Regions from separate parts of the Mus musculus genome. Here regions 1, 2 and 3 are each linked to region 4. Evidence: chromatin contacts called from public HiChIP or PLAC-seq and promoter capture Hi-C data. All regions are on one chromosome and are shown on one strand. Each heading gives the region's core, a stretch centred on a gene start, on an enhancer-like site or on the middle of the called end of the contact. The rest is flanking DNA. Distances are from core to core; before and after follow the strand shown. Region 1 holds the start of Prom1 (prominin 1). Region 2 holds the start of Tapt1 (transmembrane anterior posterior transformation 1). Region 3 overlaps Gm35959 (a long non-coding RNA gene). Region 4 holds the start of Lap3 (leucine aminopeptidase 3).

Region 1 (2,789 bases), core at 3-2,502, 1.4 Mb before region 4:
GGCATGAGAAAAGTCCACAACTGAACAAGAGAGCAACAGAGCGAGCTCCCGGAGGAAGCAGTAGCTGCAGGAAGCGCCGGTACCTTTGCTCCGCTGCCTTTCCCTACAAGCTGCCGCCAGACCCGGCGCCCTCCTGCCCACCTTCCCCCCTTCTCAGGGGCCTTTCCCGGGCTGCGGAACACAAAAGAACCGACTGCGAGGCGGCGCGCGAAGCTGGGAGCCTCCAGGAATCCGCCGTCGCCTGGGGGAGGGGATCGCCCCTGAGTCCTGTAGTCCGGAGCGCCACCAAGGCATTTCCCCACCCAGTCCTGTTTGAACGCCGGGTTGAGGATTGGAACCTCTCCGACCCATTCTCGGGAACTTAGCTCGAGCCCCGATCCTCCAGCAGCCACGAAGCTCTGCTCAGTCCACATTCCTCTTTGTTGTCCCTGGTCCCCGCATTCTGTCAAGGTATGCCCTGAGCGCTCCTGCTCTCCATCTCTAGGAAAGCTGAAATTCTCGGTGCTGTGTGACCCTAAGGGCTGACTGGAGCCAGGACTTCCAGCCCGGGTGCGTGCGCTTGGCAACGGCCGCAGGGAGGCGGTTTGCCCTTGCACCGGCATCGCCCTCCCGCTGCGGCCAGTAGCACTGTGAGCTGCACATAGGTAGCAGATGGTGGCTGGTGGCCGGGAGTCCCACGTCCTGTCCCCCTCCCCCAGCCTACCCCCCACCTTGGCCTTTCCTGGAGTTTTCCTTACCGCAAAAGAGTTCTCAAGACCCAGACCGAACCTCCTCTCGCCGCCCTTCCCGAAAGCGGGCCGGTGGCCTGAAAGTCTCACCGCCTCCTGCTCTTGTCTCCGGAACCCAGCGACCTCCACCCCTCCACAGGATGGAAGGAGTACCGGAGCGGAGCAATGTGCCGCGGAGAGGAGCCGGCCACCGCCGCGGGAAAAAGTTTGCACGCTCTATAACCAGTCCTCCAGACCCTGGGCTCGCCCACTGGCCGAGACCCACACCACCCTGCAGCCCCTCCAGCTTCGGGAAGACAAACTAGGTTCCCGCCACCTGCTGTGGAGGCAGAGGAAGACGTTGCTCGAGCTTCTCCACTCCTCATCCCTGCCCTGGGTGTTCTAGAAGAGGGGGAGCTCAGCGCCCCGCGCTGGGTCGGCACTCGGAGCAACTCACCTCTCCGGTCCAGCTCTCCTCCGGGTCTCGGAACCCTCCAGCCCCTCGCCTCTAAGCTGGGCTCCTTCCACTTAATTCATGAATTATTTAAGGTCCAGCCCCAGGGCACCACAAGAGTGATTGGGTGAGAGCCCGTCCCACTGCTCCGCCCCGGGTTGGCTAAGGGTGCCTGAGTCAGGACCACGGGACTCCAGGACTCTGGGAACCTGTTGCGTCCTCTAGGGTCTCTGGCAGAGGTTTGGGGATGGAACTAAAGGAACACCGACTCCTTCAGAAACGTACTTACTCAGGGCTGAGCTTAAGGCCAGGTGCCGGGGTCTCCACAAGGCTCGGTAATTTAAAGAGCAGGAGCCTAGGGCTCTGAGTCTGAGCGCACTGATTGGACCTTCTGAGAGGCTACAATGCCCTGGGGACACCCACGGGACAGAGCATTTATTTCCTGCTGAAATCCCTGCTCAGTCCCAGAACACCCTTCTCTATCACCTAATCCTAAATCGCTGCTTGGAAGGCCGCTAGCTCCTAAAATCTCTAACCTCCACACTTTCCTGGCTCTTTAGACACGATACCGGTACTCAGTGCATTTTATTTAAAACAACTAAAAAACAAACAAACAAACAAAAATCATCTAAGGGGGAGAAAAATTGGCTGTAGTGTATCCCTGTGCTATCAGGGACAAACACAACGCTGGTCCTTTTGATCAATTACATTCCTGGATTCAACCAAAAGTGGGTAGAGAATAGACCAAGGAAGAATAGCGCCTCTGGGACATTTTTACCATCAAAGGATGCGTATTAATTGTGTGCGGGTTGTTAGGTAGATGGACGGAGAGATGAAAGAATGGCTGCACAGATGTTGGAAGAATAGGTATGTGGACACATGGCCTTTTAAAAATAGTTTACGTGTATGAATGTTTTGCCTGCATGAATGTATGTGTAGCACTTTACCGTGGAGTTGGTCAAAAGAAGGTGTTGGCTTCCCTGTCACTGGAGTTACAAAGGGTTGTGAGCTGCCATACGGGCTGGGTGCAGGGAATTAAACTCTGCAAAGAGGGAGTGCCTCTGCCAAAACAACCGATGCTTTATACCACTCACCAATCTCCCCAGCCCTGACAAATGAACTTTAATTTAGTAATTTTCTCACCACAAAATATAGCATACACTGAGGATGGGCAGGGGAAGGTGAAATTGAAATTGACCTCTACACGGCGAAGGTGTAGAAAGAGTTCATTCAGAAAGACCACTGAGAAACCACGGAAAACTGAAGCAAGCAGTGTTGGAGTACTAGAGAAGTCTAAGATGGCCAGTTCTCCCCTTTACAGTCTCCTGGGCTCCACAGCTTTCCTGCTCAGAGGCAGACAGGCTACTGAGGATGGTGTTAGCTTGAGACTTGAGTTCTCTCTCCTGGGAGCTCCTAGCTGTCCCCGAGCTGCCTATTTTACCAGCATGGGCACTCATGGCCTTATCACTCTGAATCCAGCTTCTGTGTCTGCAAACCAGCACAGGGCTGGCTACCCGTACTCCTTCTCGTTCCTTGTACATCCACAAAGTTCGGGCAGCGGTGTGATAAGGCTCTACGCCATGTGTTCTAAGCGGATTTTTTATATGAACTTACCAACAAGAGCTTTC
Region 2 (2,700 bases), core at 4-2,503, 1.3 Mb before region 4:
ACCAAACAAACAAGGCACACAGCTGGTGCCTGAGTTTTCAAAGATATGGAGACTGATGCAAAACTCTATGTCCAATTCTGAGAATTAGCAAGTCTATCAGGATCTATCCACCAGTCTTACAGACTTTTAGGACTCCTATAATTTCAATACCCATAGTGAATGGAGTCAACCTTATAACTTGAACGAGTATTTATATAAGCTGCAGGACCTTATTCCACTGCATTAGCTCAGAATAAGTTGGAAGAAATGTCATCAAGTTGCTGTCCAAGATCTTGGATCTACGATGCAAGAATTAAAATGCAATCACTATTATACCCAATGAAACGGCCAAGCCAAAACTTTCCCTTTTGCTTCCGGGCTTAATAGAACGCTTCAGTGTAAATACCAAAGCTGTTAAAAGTTCTTAATAAGATCCTTGAACACAGGGGATTGTAATATTTTAACAGTATGCTTCAGAGCTTATGGACAGTAGGGCTTAAAAGTGGTACGTATTTTCTTGTGTGACAAACTGTTTCTTCTGGCTTAAGTTTTAGTTTAGGAAAACTCCACATGTAACATTTTAAGGGGTGCCGCACATTTCTGTTTGAGAGAAAACTGCTGAACTTCACGGTCACGACCACACTGTCAGCTGAGTCTACGAAAAATGGATTCGGCGGGCAAGTTAACAGGTTTCCGAGACTCAACTTCGCATAAAACCATAGGGGGAAGAGTCACCTCGGCATTGACATCGCCTAGAAAGCCCTGCGTTTCCCATTTTTGACCTCCTTCGGATGTGGGAGATGCCTGTCACTGTTGAGGCCGGTCGCGAACTCTCGGGGACCGGGGACCGACGATCTCCCGGGCGCACCTGGCTCGGGGATGGCTGCGGGAACGTCGGGCCGCGCGCACTAGCCGCCGGGGTAGCTGTCACCGGCCGTGGGGACATGGGAGCCACCGGAGCCGCGGCCGCTCCGCGCGCAGAGGGAAGGCGCTGGCGTCCCCGCCACCACAGCCCGGTCGGCCCCTCGGTAGCCCGCCGCGGCCTAGTGCCGCCCGCCCGCCCGCTCGCTCGCTCGCCTCACCTGCGCGGCCGCGGCGCTTCTCCCGCCGCCGGTCGCTCTCGTAGAAGCCCAGCGTCTCGGTGTGTTGGGGCGCGGGCCCATGGCCGCCACCACCCGGCTGCTCCGCCTCGCCGCGGCCGGTCCGCTCGGGGCCGTCCGCGCCGCCACCGCCGCCTTCTCCCGGGGCGGCCGCGTCGCAGACGCCCGCCATGTTCCGAGAGCCACACACTGTCCCCGCCACCTCCCTCCAGCCGCCCGCCCGGCCTCCGCCTCCCGCCGGCCCCCTCGCCGCCTCGCCCCGCCCCTCGCCCGGGCAGCCGCCATCCGTAGCCCGCCGGCCGGCGCGCGCCATTGGCGTCAGCGGCGCGTGGGAGGCCGCGGTGGCCGCCGCCACGGCCGCCGCCATCTTCTTCCTGCCGTCGCCGTGGCGCGCGGCGGGCTCTGCGGACCGGGGCGCCGCGCCGGGCTCCATGCCGCCGGGTCGCGCGGTGGGGGACGGTGGGCGGCAGCGGGGCTCGGCGTGGTTGTCCGCGCGGCCGGAGCCCCTTGTGCCCGTGCGGTGGCCGGAGTGCGCCGGCGCGACCCGCCTGGCCTTGGCTGCACGGCGACTGGGGCCGGGCTCCAGCTCTGTGGCTCCCGCCGGCGCCGACCCGGTGGCTCTGCTGTCTTGGCTGCATCTCTCCTGCATATTTATGATCGTCTGTCACATTCCCTGTCCGTGGACAGTGTCCAAAGCCTAGCTCGGGGGAGCGTGCCAACAGGTGGGGGACTCGGCCCGACGGGCAAAGTGCTCGATGCGCCTAAAGCGCCGGGGACATTCTGGGTTGCCTTTCGGGAATAGGGTTATGTGACTGCGGGTGGCAGCCAAGGCGGCCTGGTTCTGTCAGATTGTCACCGCTTGCCGTGAGACTTGTGACCCTTACCCCCTCACTGGTAGTCACGGATAGCCGCGCTGAGACCAACGGATGCTCGCTGGGTGCAAATGAATCCGCCTCAGCCTTGGAAGACCTTCACCTGGGATTCCTACATTCTTGCTGTGCGCTCCTGTAACGCACGCGGTGGCCCCTGGATTGCCTTCATGCCCACTTCGGAATTAACCTGCATTGTGGCAACTTTTTAAATGAGTAGAAGCATAGCAAATACCTCTTCACTCTCTAAACTGCCCTACACTTAAGCCGAGAAGCGATGGAGCAGGCCTAGAACATCCAGGAGAGCCTTAGAGATGGAAAGCTAGATACCCGATTGCAAACTCCGCAACTTTTCTGTACTGTACTGCAGCAAGGCCATTTGACAGTAGGGCGGGATGAAGGGATAGGAGGGTTAAAGAGGAACTTGCAAAGTCCAAGAAATCCCAATCCCAATTCAATGTAAACTTTACATTGTGGAAAACCAAACACTGCAGAGAATATTATTTAAAGTCAGTTTGGTTTTATTTGGTAAAACTGGATCTTAAAAACAGTGCCCTTGACAAAGCTCCAGCATCATGAAAATCAAAAGACACAGAGTTTTATATACTGTAAGGTTTCCTCCAACCTAAGTTTATTATCTGTGTTCCAAATCTTAAATAGTCAAAGAAGGGAGAGGGGCCCTGTCAGGGTTGCTATTTAAAAACTCCTGTTTTAAAATGATATTGCTAGAAACCTAAGACTATGTCTTTCCT
Region 3 (2,700 bases), core at 120-2,619, 1.3 Mb before region 4:
GGTGGGGAATTGGAACTTTGCCAATAACTATGTCAGGAGCTAATTCCCTCTTTCTTCTGTGTGGGTCCCAGAAATTGAACACAGATCCTCAGCCTGGACAGCATCTTTACCTGCTAGCCCAGCTCTCTAGCCTTACTTCCCTTGACCACCATTTATCACCTACCTTTGTATCTGACCTAACATCCTTTCGACATCAAGTAAAAGTTTTGTAATGTGTTAGCTTAGACCATGAACTTCTACCAACCCCATAGCTAAGATTGTCCTCAGATAGCATTTGATGCTTACAGCAGAGATTTCCTTGCTTTGCTGTAATCTGCCTGCCTGATTTATTCAGTAAATTTATTGATTAATAACTTTCTTTTGTTCTACAGTTCTAAAAGGCTCACCTAACTGTTTCTATGATATGACTCATCATTAAGGACAGCCTGGATCTTAGCTCCTGGGCCATGATCACTCATATTTGGTTCAAAATAAACTGTCCCTTCCCCTTTTGGAGCAAGAGCTGTGTTTTGTGTTGACACCCTGATGAATGTTTTCAAACTTTTCTCCCATCTCAAATTCTACAACAAACTCGACCTGAATTCAGGAGTTAGGAGATCTTCTTGCTTTGTAATTGTAGGGAAACTGAGGTCAATGGATCCAAGAATTGTCTTAATGAAGAGCCTCAAAACTTAGTTTTATACATATAATGTAAGGGACTTCATTTTCAAAGCATCCTCATCTCATCCATGGGTTGGACAGATCAGCACAGGTGCCAAGGACTATGACTGGTCCCTTGCCATGCTCAGGTGCCATTTCAGAAGACCCCCTCTGATAACAAATAGCTGATTAGGGACCATTTGTCTATTAACACCAGGCAGTGCCCGCCCTCTGGCTGCAGGTAGCTCTGTGGCTTTTCCCACTTTTTTCTTGGTTGTTGGAACACTGGTCTTCCCTACCAACATTTCTGAATTAGAAGAAACAGTTAAATATGCCTTTTAAGAAGAAAAGTTGAGTGCACCGTGCTTCTCCACAAATCATGTGGCCTTCCACCTTACAGTTGCATGTTTGCAGGTGAGCCTTAGAGACTGGGTGCTCATGGAAGGTGGCAGGTTAGGTGTACATTCACAAGTCAGGGATTGCTAACTATCTTAAAATTTGATTCAAGGTTCCCATCTACCAGGAGATACTGCTTCCATGAACTTGTCTACATCCAGTCCCTGCTTATTACCCTCCCCATAGTCCTGGCATCTTCCCTGAGGTTGCAAAAGCTTTCCAACAGTGACATTTATCCAATGACCAAATTAAGGCCCAGAATCAAAAGCTTAAGCTCAGTCACTATCCACGAGAATTGCAGTGTCCTCTGTCCCAGTGTACTTGTCTATGATGATAATGTCCACATGACCCTTTGTTCCAGTGACTTGTGAGATCTTCCAAAGGCAGTGAATAAGAGTCACACTGTAGTGTTTCGTTTCTCTTCCAGCCAGCTGAGGATATAGCCAAGTGGAGAATTGCTTAAGCAAATTGAAATGAAGACCTGGCCTGAAAATTTTCCCTAGCTAACAGTCCCGTTCCACCTCGGAAATAAGCTTACTGAAATTGAAAACATGATCAAAACTTTGCCTTATTATTTGCAAATGCTTATGATATAGAAAAAAATGTTAAGCTCTACCAGCCGAAAGCATCAGCCTGACATAACTTCAACACTCCAGGGAGTCTGCACTGGGATGGACAAAAAATAAAGTGGCTGTGGGACTATTGCAGCCAGATCCGTTCTTTCTTTCCATGCTCACTTTGTGGAAGCTTGTCCCTGGGCTTCTCTGATGAAGCCCCAAGCCCCTTCTGAATTTGTCCTTCAGGATCTGTGAATTGTTGCTTGCTCAAATACATTCTTGAACATTTTAAAATTGTGCCTCCATTTACATTTGGAGCAGCTAGCTGTGAAGGCTGGAGGGGGTGGGAAGGTTTGGGGGGAAGATAAACAACACTTCAACATTTTTGAAAGAAGACCTGGATGCTGTGGGGGAGCGAGTGGCTGTTCTCAGGGTTCTCTGTTCCCTACACCTTTTGTGCTCTGTGGGAGAATTTAGAGAGCTGCCCTAATCCAGCCCACAGCTATTGAGTTCTCAGAAGACCCGGAAGACCCGCCTGATCTACTGATCTCTGTGGGCATTTATATGGGGATGTGGGATGACTACCTTGCTTAATTAAGCAAGTAGGGTCTTTATGGGTTGTTCCAGAACGCCTCTTTACTTCATGCTCTTAGGATTGTGTGTGTGTGTGTGTCCGTGTGTCCTTACAGGCTAAAGGGTATCAGATCCCCTGGAGCTAGAGTTACAGGTGGTTCTGAGCTGTCTGATGTGGGTTCTAGGAACTAAATTCTGGTCTTCTCCCAGAGCAGCGGGTGCTGTTAATTGCTGAGCATCTATCCAGCCCCTCCATCATATTCTTTTAATTTTTCACTAATTCCTTTGGCAAGGCACAAAGCCTCTTGCTTATTAATATGAGAGCCGTCCGTTACAAGAGCACTCAGTGGCATTACTGCCTGAAAATCTGTATCAAACCTTTTCTTTAGAGCTGATATTGATCCATCAAAGGGCTGTCACTTAGCTACCCATGATGGAAAGGAAGGAGGGCAAAACTGAGAGTCCAGGAAAACATTTCTAGAGATTTTGTAAGGATATCTGTCACGTTGCACAGTTAGAATGCTTCCATCGATGT
Region 4 (2,791 bases), core at 232-2,731:
TTTAATTATCTTTCTACTTCTCATGCAGTTTATTATCAGGAAATCCCACTGGCAGCTGGCCTGGTCTTTAATTAAATGCTGCAACCTCAACTGGACTTTGATCATACTTTCATTCAAATATTTATGAGCACCTTGTTTGCATAGGCCCTAGATATGGACTAGATGCTAGATTTTGGCATGAATACACAGAAGTGAAAGCCACGTCCTACACACACACACATACACACACACACACACACACACACACACACACACACGAGCAGGATACAGGTGATTAGCAATTTGAGACAGGTTGCTTTGGGAGTAGGAGACATAAAACCCACAGTGGGATGGTCTGGAGGCATTTCTTGTGGAAGAAATGTCCTTAAACAAAATAAAAAAGGCAGAAGGAACTTGATCTTATTACGTTAGTAACCTTTTTATCACCAGGACAAAACTTTCTGAAGCTGTCAAATTAAAAAGAGGAAAGACTTTAGTTCCTAGCTCCAGAGGTTCCCGTGGTCATTCAGTGCACGGGTTTAGGGCCAGCATAGCAATTATGCTGAACACATACGATGGGATGCCTCTTCATCTGTGGTGAATCAGAGACAGGCAGCCGGGTCCTGGGATCACAGCATTTTCCTTGAAACCTCCCAACTTCTTTCTACTAGGTCCCATGTTCTACGTGTTCCACCTCCTCCCTGCAGCACCACGAGCTGCTGACCAAGAGCTGCTGACCAAAGCTTTAAAATATGAGCCTTGTCAGTAGTGAGGGTGGGCTACTAATGGGGACAATCATGGCCCATATCCGGATGTCTACATAAGACACTCTTCAAAACAGTTTTTGTAATCACTGTACTTCTTGCCCTTATTGGATAATGAAGGATGGCAGATATGCTACATTAAAGTATGCCACTTGAGCATCAATATTTTGCACCTAAAAGGCACTTGAATAGAACTAAATGCAAGAAGAGCCATCTTTGGGTCTCCCAAACCCCAAAGCAGAACGTCAAACCACCATGTAAACTACTGCTACCCCAAATACTTTTACCCGAGGTGAGGCGTTAAGGAAGCTAGAAATCTGCCCAAATGAACCTTATTTAGCTAATTATTACATTCTTTTTGTTTTCCTTTATGCTTAGTTACTTTTTCATAACTATTTACTATTCAATATAAGCACTTGGACCTGATCACTTTCAGGATCCTCATTTTCCTGTAAGGGCTTCCATGTATACACAAACTTGTTAAATAAAATTGACATACTTCTGTTAAACTGCCTTAAACCAAATTCTCAGGCTTCCCACGCGAGCACGAGCAAGCCGACACGCCCCTGAGCCCGCAGAAACCACGCCCACGACGCCGGCCCGCAAGAACAGAAGCCCCGCCCCCAAGGGCCTGCCGCCCTTCCCTAAGGCTCAGTAGCGGGTCTCCGCCCAGTTGCCGACGGCCCCGCCCCCAAGGCCCCGCACAGGTCCGGCTTTCCAAGCGCGCGTCCGGCGACCCCGGAGGTCCCGCCTCCAGGCGCGCGCCCTGCCACGCGCCACGTGCTCCTTCTCTGGAGGGCGGCGCCGAGGGCCGAGCCGAGAAGATGTACTTGCTGCCCCTTCCGGCTGCCGCGCGAGTCGCGCTCCGCCGCCTGGGAGTGAGAGGTCTCTGGGATCGGGGTCTGTCCACCGCAGACATGACGAAGGTGAGTGGAGGCGGCTCGCTCTCGGGCGGCCGCGCGAGCCCTGGCGGCGGGCAGCAGGGTGACCCGGCGTATCCAGGCCGCGATGTGTCGGACGGACGCATCAAGTTGCAGAAATGAGCTGAACAGAAAAGTTCCCTGGGTTTGCAGGACACCAGCCTGGGCCCGGCTTGCGACGAGGGCGGCCGATGCTGTTTGCCGAGGGCGCGTCCTTTCTTCCTAACTGGACAGTGCTGGGTTCTGAAGGCTGAGCAGAACCGCTCACTCCACCTAACCAGTGTTTACTGACTCCTCTAACTGAGCTCTGAAAAATTACACGCGCCTAGTTCGCCAATTCTTTTAGTTCTCACAGAGACCCTAGAAAGGACGACGGTAGGATTGTCCCAAAGCCTGCTACGCTTCCAGAGTAGCCAGTCACAGGGCCTGGACCCCTCCCCCCGCTGAAGTGAAGTGGAAGGCCCTGGGGGAGGAAACTGCTGGATTGGGTTTCTGTCCTTTTAGGGGAAAGGGTTTTATTGAGAGAGGTCATCTTGAAATTGGAAGAGGGTCTTCTCCATAGTCTGAGAAATTATGAAGGACCCTCAGATGGGAAAAGTCTGGAAGGGCTCATTGGAGTACTTCCAGGTCATACTTCCAGGACCTGGTGAGGGAGGAATGTTCCAGATGGAGCTTTGAACTCAGGTCGCCTGCAGTTATCACAGATAGCAGAGGAGTTAGGCAGACACCTTTCCAGCCCTGGCCGGTAACATTGGATTGTCCCAGGTTGGTCTCATGGAACCCCAGAATGAACAATCTTGGGAAAGTTAGAACCTAGCACTTACCATTGCTAAGGACGCCTGTTTTCTTCAGTGGAAAGATGGGTCCGGAGTACCTGGGGTGTTTTTTGGAAAGGGCCCTGACCAGAAAGAAGGCATGTGCACTGTCAAAGTTTAACTACGCAGGAGCTCCAGTGTCAGGGACTAGGTTTCCTTATCTGGCAAATGAGAGAAAAGTACTCCTTGAAGTGGCCGTAAGGGAGGCAGTATTTTAAAAGTCGTAAATTGCCTTGTGAAGTCAAATGATGAGCAGTGGTTTTACATCCTTATTTCAGGTGTTTGGGGCGGGGAGCGTGTGACAGAAATGTGG

The links. Promoter capture Hi-C pulls out the DNA fragments that hold promoters and counts their contacts. HiChIP or PLAC-seq counts read pairs in DNA pulled down with a chosen protein or histone mark. Capture Hi-C pulls out chosen DNA fragments and counts their contacts.
Region 1: a contact with region 4 is called in a promoter capture Hi-C map of hippocampal neurons, with 5 times the contacts expected there. The contact joins the promoter of Prom1 here to the promoter of Lap3 in region 4. A contact is called at or near these places in 5 of 39 promoter capture datasets (the 3T3-L1 cell line, cranial neural crest, embryonic stem cells and 2 more), 1 of 484 Hi-C or Micro-C datasets (embryonic stem cells), 1 of 115 datasets of contacts at active chromatin or transcription factors (stem cell-derived neural progenitor cells) and 1 of 9 other capture datasets (adipose tissue).
Region 2: a contact with region 4 is called in a promoter capture Hi-C map of adipose tissue, with 4 times the contacts expected there. The contact joins the promoter of Tapt1 here to the promoter of Lap3 in region 4. A contact is called at or near these places in 15 of 39 promoter capture datasets (the 3T3-L1 cell line, the C10 cell line, the HPC-7 cell line and 8 more), 1 of 15 datasets of contacts at CTCF or cohesin (large pre-B cells), 2 of 484 Hi-C or Micro-C datasets (CD8 T cells and embryonic stem cells), 9 of 115 datasets of contacts at active chromatin or transcription factors (the NIH/3T3 cell line, acute myeloid leukemia, embryonic forebrain and 6 more) and 3 of 9 other capture datasets (adipose tissue, embryonic stem cells and liver).
Region 3: an H3K27ac HiChIP or PLAC-seq map of hepatocytes shows a contact between it and region 4, with 15 times the contacts expected there. The contact joins the enhancer-like site here to the promoter of Lap3 in region 4. A contact is called at or near these places in 5 of 39 promoter capture datasets (cranial neural crest, embryonic stem cells, liver and 2 more), 1 of 484 Hi-C or Micro-C datasets (CD8 T cells), 4 of 115 datasets of contacts at active chromatin or transcription factors (the NIH/3T3 cell line, embryonic limb bud, embryonic stem cells and 1 more) and 1 of 9 other capture datasets (adipose tissue).

What each region holds. Positions count from the first base shown.
Region 1 is chr5:44,100,484-44,103,272 of GRCm38.p6, forward strand. Prom1 (prominin 1) reads right to left here and starts at 1,253. Exons shown (of 28, transcript NM_001163577.1): 1 at 1,165-1,253.
Region 2 is chr5:44,225,353-44,228,052 of GRCm38.p6, forward strand. It overlaps Tapt1 (transmembrane anterior posterior transformation 1), which reads right to left and starts at 1,254. Exons shown (of 14, transcript NM_173764.3): 1 at 1,062-1,254. The coding sequence starts at 1,251.
Region 3 is chr5:44,241,667-44,244,366 of GRCm38.p6, forward strand. It overlaps Gm35959 (a long non-coding RNA gene), which reads left to right. Exons shown (of 2, transcript XR_376934.4): 2 at 1-496. Among named protein-coding and RNA genes, the nearest start is that of Gm35959, 12 kb to the left of the region's middle. Within about 2 kb of position 1,370, at least 11 of the 459 cell types and tissues checked have an H3K27ac peak or open chromatin away from gene starts, as enhancers often do. A contact at or near this core is called in adipose tissue, hepatocytes and liver, where this site is marked.
Region 4 is chr5:45,491,893-45,494,683 of GRCm38.p6, forward strand. It overlaps Lap3 (leucine aminopeptidase 3), which reads left to right and starts at 1,482. Exons shown (of 13, transcript NM_024434.6): 1 at 1,482-1,669. The coding sequence starts at 1,568.